Linked DNA regions of Mus musculus: region 1 is linked to region 2. A link is a contact called in public HiChIP or PLAC-seq data. All regions are on one chromosome and are shown on one strand. The core of a region is the stretch at or near the end of the contact, and the rest is flanking DNA. Distances in the headings are between cores, read along the strand shown. Region 1 holds the start of Nhlrc1 (NHL repeat containing 1). Region 2 has its middle 29 kb from the start of Kif13a.

Region 1 (3,771 bases), core at 806-3,305, 55 kb after region 2:
GTGCCCATAGAGGAAGAAGAAAGAGGGGGAGAGAGGGAGAGAAAGAGAGGGAGAGAGAGAGAACACACTAGTCCAGCTTAGCCTCAAAATTACTAGGTAGCTAAGCTGCAGATTGCATTGAACTTCCTGCCTCCACTTCTCAGGATTTGGAGTTCTGGCACACACTATCATCCTGGCAGCCTTTGCCTTATAAGGAAAGAGCTCAACTTTGTTTCTTGTTCAAATCTTGGAACTGGTAATAAGCTATCTACTCTACCTTTGGGGGAGCTCACAGCTGAAGGTGATGGACAACTTCCCTTTTCTCCTAAAATCCCCATGAAGACCCCTTTCTTGTCTTTGTGCACTTTACCAGTTACCCACTTGTAAGGAGAACATACATACATAAGACACAGCTCACAGTTTTTGTTGTTGTTGACGACATCTAACATCATATCTAAGAGCAAGTGGTTTGGAGCCAGAACTGAATTCAACTGTCCCAGTGAATACAACTCTAAAGAAACCATACTGAATGCTCTGGGTCTGTCTTCTCATCTCCCAAGTGGACGGATAATAGGAATTAACATCGCTGTGTGTTAAGAAGCAAACAGGCTAAGATCTGCAAATTTCTTAACACGGGAACAGGCATTCACCGAATGACAAATTTAATTATTAGTCTTTTAAAACTGCCTTAGTAACTGCTTTTGCCATTCAGTTACCATTACTTCTGTCTGGATGGATGGGTGAGACCAATTCACTCCCAATGACACCAAGATTTCTGACTCCTGGCTTCAGGATCCCCATCACCCTCCGTTGCCCTCCATCACTTTAAAGACTTTTATAGAATGGGATGCAGTATCCAGCACAAGAAGAGAATTCTCCTTGGTGAAGGCCAGTGCCACAGGACGGGAGAGGCCGTGAGTGATTATAGGCTTCAGGGCTGGGAATTCTTCGGGTTTCCCCAAGCAGACGATGGCTGGACCAGAGGTGTCAGCAACAATCACGTTTCCTTGGTGATCGAAGGTCACAGCAGAGGCAGTTACTTTGGAGGGGAAGAGGAGGTTCAGCCCGAAGCTATCCACCTGGCCAATCAGCTGCATAGTGGAGTTGAACACCTTCACCCTTGTGTTGTTACAGCCAGTCCTCCCAAAGGCACAAGGATGCTCTAGGACCGCGATGGCCCCCGTGAGCCATGACACTGCCAACCCACGGGGACTGCATAGGTGAGCTTGCAACCTCTCAATCCTCCGAAGGACCCCTTCAGGGAAATCCGCTTCCAGCAGGTGCAAAGTCCCTGCCTCTGCATCAGTCACCAGGACCCCATTGTGAGGGGTGATCTCCACACCCCAAGGCAGGGAAAACTGCTTTCCCACAACCAGCTTGATCTGGCCAAAGAAATCAAACACTTTGAGGGAGCAGTCGCCAGCGTCGGTGACAACCACATGGCAGTCGTTGGTGACGGCGACATCCAGTGGGTACTTCACGTCGTGCGCTGCGTCCCCCTTTTCTCCAAACTGGTGTGCACCTCCTCCTCCGGAGTCAAAGATCTTGACCCGTCTCTTCCCGTCGTGCACGACCACTACCCGTCCGGTCTTGGGGCACAGTGCAAGCCCTGTGGGGTTCACTAGGGTCCCCCACCCGCCGAAGGCGTGGTAGCAGGTGAGAGTCCCCGGCGCGAAGGGGGCGGCGCTGAGGGCAGCCGGGGACGCGTGGAGGGTGGAGCCCAGGAGCTCCAGGAGGTGCAGCACCGGCAGGCAATCGCTGGTGTCACAGGCTCGGCAGGCCCGCCGGCAGAAGGGACACTCGAGGCCCAGCGTCCGCGGGTGCGCGAGAGCGGCGACACAGGCCAAGCAGACCACGTGGCCGCAGGGCAGGTTGCGCGGGCGCCGCTGCTGCCAGTGGCCGAACCTCTCGAAGCACACCTTGCACTCCAGCAGGCTGACCTCCGCCTCCCGCACCAGCTCGGGCCGCACCCCAGCCGCTGCCACCGCCGTCGCCTCCTCCCCCATTGCTCCCGCTGCTCCGCTGCCTCCGCGCAGCCCTCAGTCACGGCCACGGTCACGGTCACGGAGCGGGGCATGCGCTCTGACGCAGGGCGCACACTGCCACCCCCTGGCGGACGCACGACGCAGTCGTCCGCATGCGCCGTGCGCAGACCTGGGATAATCACGTCACGGGTGGAAGATTCCAGGATTAAAGATTGAGACATGTCAGCGGGTGTGGGGGCGGGGTGTGATGAGTGGGTCTCTCCGTGTCCTCCTGTAAGTGACAGCTAGTCTCTCAGGGATGGTGCCCAAACGGACTGCCAGTCAGCTTCGCTGGGAGGTGGGTACCAGGGCTAGACAGGAACAAGACATGGCTCCTAGTCTCTGTATAGTAAGATTCTGAAGACAGAGACACAAGAAAGAAGATAACTTCAAGGGGCAGATGTGCATTCCTCTCTGCTGTGTTTTTTCCTTCTTGTGAGAAGGTAGCTACGTAGACGTCAAAGAATTGGGTGTGATAGTTGTGATGCCGGGACTCAGGCGGCAGAAACAGGAGAACAGCTGTTGGTGGTTAGTTGGAGGCCAGCCTAGGCTACAGTGCCTAAAAAAACAAACCCCCAAACCAAAACAAACAAAAGAATACTTGTGAAGTGGGTTTGTGTGGAAGGGATATTTTGAAAGCTGTTAGCTTTCTCGCATGGTGGTCTACATAGTGAGTTCCAGGCCAGTTAGAGGCACAAAGGGAGACCCCGTCTCAAAAACAAACAAAACAACAACAACAAAACTTGTTAGTTAGTAGCAGTTATAGAATTCGCTCGTGCCTGCCTTCTTTTAAGTGGTTTTCATTCACTTTTATTTAAGCCTCATGGAGGCCGTGATTGGAAGGCAGGCAGTTTGACTACACGGCATCTCACTGATCATCAGATATGGTTTTGTATGACAAATGTTTGAGTCTCCTTGGCAAAGGCTTAACTGCACCAGTGTGGGCTGAGGGGCACTGTGAAGGGGATTATAACGTACAGGTAAGTTCGAGCCAGCGGTTCCTCCCTGCAATGCCTTCCATCCCGAGAAAGATTGAAAGTAAAGGGGCTGAAGCGATGGCTCAGTGGTAAAGAGTGCTTGCTGCCCTTCTGGAGGACATGAGTTCAGTTCTCCGCACCATCTGTAACCCCAGCTCCAGGGAATCCAGAGTCCCCTTCTGGTCTCCATGCATTTGCAAACGTGTGAGATACATTCACATAAACATATACACCTGCAAATAAATAAGTATAGGAAATATTTCAAAACTGGAGAAATGATTGACAATAAAGATGATCGTGGAAGTATCCTAATCTTATGGTCAGTATAATCTTCCGAAATCCATTGGGGGTATTCAAAGCTCTCATTTTCGGAGTTAACTGTCTTACATGAACAAGGTGCTGGCCAAAACCATGTATTAGAACATTCTTATTCACAAAAAGGCTGTGATCATGATTGGTTACCCTCTTGTTCCATAGACTTCCAAGAAACTGGAGGACTCAAGCCTGTGTTAACACTCTTCGAGAGAGAAATTCTTTGGAAGGCCAAGGAAAACAAGCAGTTTTTTTTTTTCTTTTTTAATCAACTACTACATATCTCAGAGATTGAATGTTAGACCAGAATAACCAAGCTGATACTATGATTTCAAAATGCATTTCCATTCTAAATAAGACACCAACTAAAATAATATCTCATAGAAAGTTTTTTTATTAGTAATTTAAAAAAACTGTTTTTTATTAGTGTGTGTGCACGAGGCTGTCTGTGTGTCTGTGTGGACGTCTGTGTGAACCTC
Region 2 (3,461 bases), core at 712-3,211:
ACACACAGATGTGCAAGGCCACTAGAAATAAGCATGTAAGGATGCACATATACACGAGTGTGTGTGTGTGTGTGTGTGTGTGTGTGTGTGTGTGTGTGTATCATTGGGAGTCACTCTCAAATACCAAGAGAGTCTTTTTAAAAAGTATGGATGCCAAGGGTAAAACAGAGCTCAAACTAGCAAGACTTATGAAGAAGAAACAAGTTGAATGTGGTAGTGTAAGGCTAGCCTGAGGTACATGAAAAGAAGGATGGAGGAGGGAGAGAGAGGAGCAGGAGACAAACCATGCACAGAAGAACTAAGCAGCTCACTGAAGGGAGCCATAGTGGGATCAGTCTTTATTTTGGTTTTTCGAGACAGGGTTTCTCTGTGTAGCCCTGGATGTCCTGGAACTCACTCTGCAGACCAGGCTGGCCTCGAACTCACAGACATTTTCCTTCCTTTTCCTCCAAGTTCTGAGATTAAAGGTGTGTGCTGACACTGCCCAGGTGGGAATTCTTTCTTAAGGTCTTCTCGGCAAGCTCTCTTTTGGGATTTAATTTTCACTTTATGTTCAAACTATGTGTATGGGGGATATAGTATGTGCACATGAGTGCAAGTACCCTTGGAGGCTAGAACAGGGCTCCCCTGGAGCTGGTGTCACAGAAGGTGGTGAACTGCCTGACATGGGTGCTGAGAACCGAACTTGGGACCTCTGCAAGAGCAGAGTGCTCTTAACCACTAAGTTACCTCTCCAGCCCTCCAAGCAGGTTCTTCTTGAGAAAGATTGGAGTCAAACTGAATTTATGAGAAATCTATACTGTTAGTAATAAAGGAACTCATATCAGGAGAGTCAGTATGAGGAAGTAAAATGGAAGTGGTTTGAGCTTGTTTCTTTTTGTTTTGTTTTGTTTTGTTTTGTTTTGTTTTGTTGTTTGTTGAATGAGTACACCATTGCTCTCTTCAGACACACCAGAAGAGGGCATCAGATCCCATTACAGATGGTTGTGAGCCACCATGTGGTTGCTGGGAATTAAACTCAGAACCTCTGAAAGAGCAGTTAGTGCTCTTAATACTGAGCCAACTCTCCAGCCAAATTTGTTTCTTTTAAAGTCCTGGAGTTAGTACCAGGGGCCTCAAGAACACAAGATATTCTACTGCTGAGCTACACCCAAGCCCAAACTTGAATTTTAGCCTCAGATAGACAAGAGTTGAACCCCCAGATCTACTTCTGCAGGCAGTGTGTCCTCAGTCAGTCTGCAGATCATTCCTCAGTCCTGGGAAGTCCTGTTTTAGCTATTAATAGTGAAGAAAGCAGCCGCTGTATTACTTAGCCATCCATTGCTGTGACAAAATACGAGAGATGATCAACTTGTAAAGAAGAAAGGTTTGTTTTGGCTGACAGTTTTCAGAGGTATCAGTTCATAGTTGGCCTGTTGATTTGGGGCCTGTGGTGGCATCAAGCCACATAGTGGCAACACATAGCAGAGTATCCTGTTCACCTTAAAGTGGCCAAGGAACAAAAAGATGAGAGGGTGGGATGCCAGCTATCTTATTTAGGGATGAGTGATCTGTCTTCTTTCCACTAAGCCTCACTCCCTACATGCTATCTATACATAATACTATCTCCCAGGTTTTGGCCTAGGGACCAAATCTTTAACCCATGAGCCGTGTGTGTGTGTGTGTGTGGGGGGGTGCTCATCCAAACTGTAGCAGGTTATAACCACCATTCATCAGCATTTCCTAGATACCACAGTCCACATGGCATTACCTTTCCCTGGGATCTCTTTCTATTCACCCCCAGATACAGAGGGGAATAATGGGCAGACACAGAAGTGATGGCTCCCAGGGTCCAGCTTCGCACAGCAGTGAGTTTACTGGGGTCACTTACAGGAGCATGAATGACTCAAAGGCAGCTGTGTCCCTGCAAAGTGCACCCCAGCATAAGCGATGACTCACAAAAGCTGCTGCCTCCCTTGGAGTTCACTGTGCAACTTGCTGTAGGCTCCACCTTTGAAATGTCTCCTCTCCCCAGCAATGGCCTGCTGATGAGATCATGTCCAGAACGGGCAAGCATGAGTCAAGTTTGGTGAGCTTTCTGGCTCTTACACATCTCTTGTAAACTTCATGGGTCCCCCATCTCTCTCGGGACCACGTGTCTTTCACTTGTGACACCACTGCACATCTTTTAGGGCGGAAAAGTTTGGAGAATGGTAAGCCTGCTCCACCTGTCCTCCTTGCTCCAGACAAGGATTTTTAAAGCAGCGGCAATCACAATAACGGTTGGAAGTGTCCAAATCACAAAGACATAAATCCTAGGACAATGTCACGAGGGGTCCTGTCCTTGGTTTACTTGGTAGTGAAAGTGCTCGGACCACCTTTTTTTCCTCCCTCTAACACCTGAGCTGCACCCTGGAGAGGGGAAGCACCCTCCAGTCAGGTGCCCTGGCTTTTTCTTTATACCTCATTCACCCGACAAGCTGAGGAACGCATCAGCTAGGGAACATCAATTTTCTTACCCATACATCTGAGATAAGGCCTTCATCTCTCTGACTTTGGGTCCTACACTGAAATGAATCCCTGTGGTAAATCTTTTGCAATTTTAATACTCTTTCTTAATCAACATTTGATACAACAGCATAGTAAATCTATAACCCAGGGCTTCTCACAGCCAAGCATGCCCTTTACCAGTGAGCTGTGAGCTACATCCCTGGCTTCTATACCCTCCTGCCCCGGATGGATCCCATACTCCTCAGCATGGGAATCCACCAATCAGAAAGATTGACAAAAGGAAAAACCCGCCCACCACAGCTGCCCAGCATCCAGAGCCTCAGTGCTTAGGACCGGGGCACAGTTAACAGTTGTTGAAGATTGAATGTTGAAAGGTGTGTGCAGCAAGCACTTGGCAGGCAGTCCTTGTTGGACAGAGTTTATCTGAATGAAGAGGCTGATGTTGGAGGAGCCCCGCCTACAGATGTTTGCGTGCAGGCATGCACAGGTGGACTTGGTTTTGAACCTGTCCTCAGTATCTATGTATTCAGCATCCCTGGAACACAGTGAGCTGTTTACTGTGGCTTATTAGTTGGGTTTGACAGTTCTTTCTGCAAGGGCATCACAGAGGGAGCTAGAAAGTTCATCCCAGCCTGAGTTCTCAGCACTGAACCCATCCACCCAGCAAAGACTGCCTGGCATTCCTTCAGAGAAAGAATTTCTTGGTCAGTGATGGCTGCTGCTCTTTCTGGTGATGCTGGGGAAAGTGGGAGCTGAACTAGGAATGATTGTGTGTGTGCACACTCGTGTGTGTGTGTGTGTGTGTGTGTGTGTGTGTGTGTGTGTGTGTGTGTAGTTGTACACTCTTTATTACAGTTGTATTAGCACAGGGAACATCAGCCTGATCCTGAGGGAATTGTGACGAACAGCCGCCATTTTTGTTGAGCTGTTAATACAGAAGACACCAGGAAGGAGGAGCTATATCCCTCTTT

Evidence for each region. HiChIP or PLAC-seq counts read pairs in DNA pulled down with a chosen protein or histone mark.
Region 1: an H3K4me3 HiChIP or PLAC-seq map of bone marrow-derived macrophages shows a contact between it and region 2, with 2.6 times the contacts expected there. The contact joins the promoter of Nhlrc1 here to the enhancer-like site in region 2. A contact is called at or near these places in 4 of 39 promoter capture datasets (the 3T3-L1 cell line, embryonic stem cells, hippocampal neurons and 1 more), 8 of 484 Hi-C or Micro-C datasets (the AML12 cell line, the HPC-7 cell line, cerebellum and 4 more), 13 of 115 datasets of contacts at active chromatin or transcription factors (bone marrow-derived macrophages, embryonic forebrain, embryonic limb bud and 4 more) and 3 of 9 other capture datasets (adipose tissue, embryonic stem cells and pancreatic islet).

The regions. Positions count from the first base shown.
Region 1 is chr13:47,012,795-47,016,565 of GRCm38.p6, forward strand. It overlaps Nhlrc1 (NHL repeat containing 1), which reads right to left and starts at 2,056. Exons shown (of 1, transcript NM_175340.4): 1 at 1-2,056. The coding sequence starts at 1,985. The coding sequence ends at 780.
Region 2 is chr13:46,957,395-46,960,855 of GRCm38.p6, forward strand. No RefSeq gene overlaps it. Among named protein-coding and RNA genes, the nearest start is that of Kif13a, 29 kb to the left of the region's middle. Within about 2 kb of position 1,962, at least 20 of the 459 cell types and tissues checked have an H3K27ac peak or open chromatin away from gene starts, as enhancers often do. A contact at or near this core is called in bone marrow-derived macrophages, where this site is marked.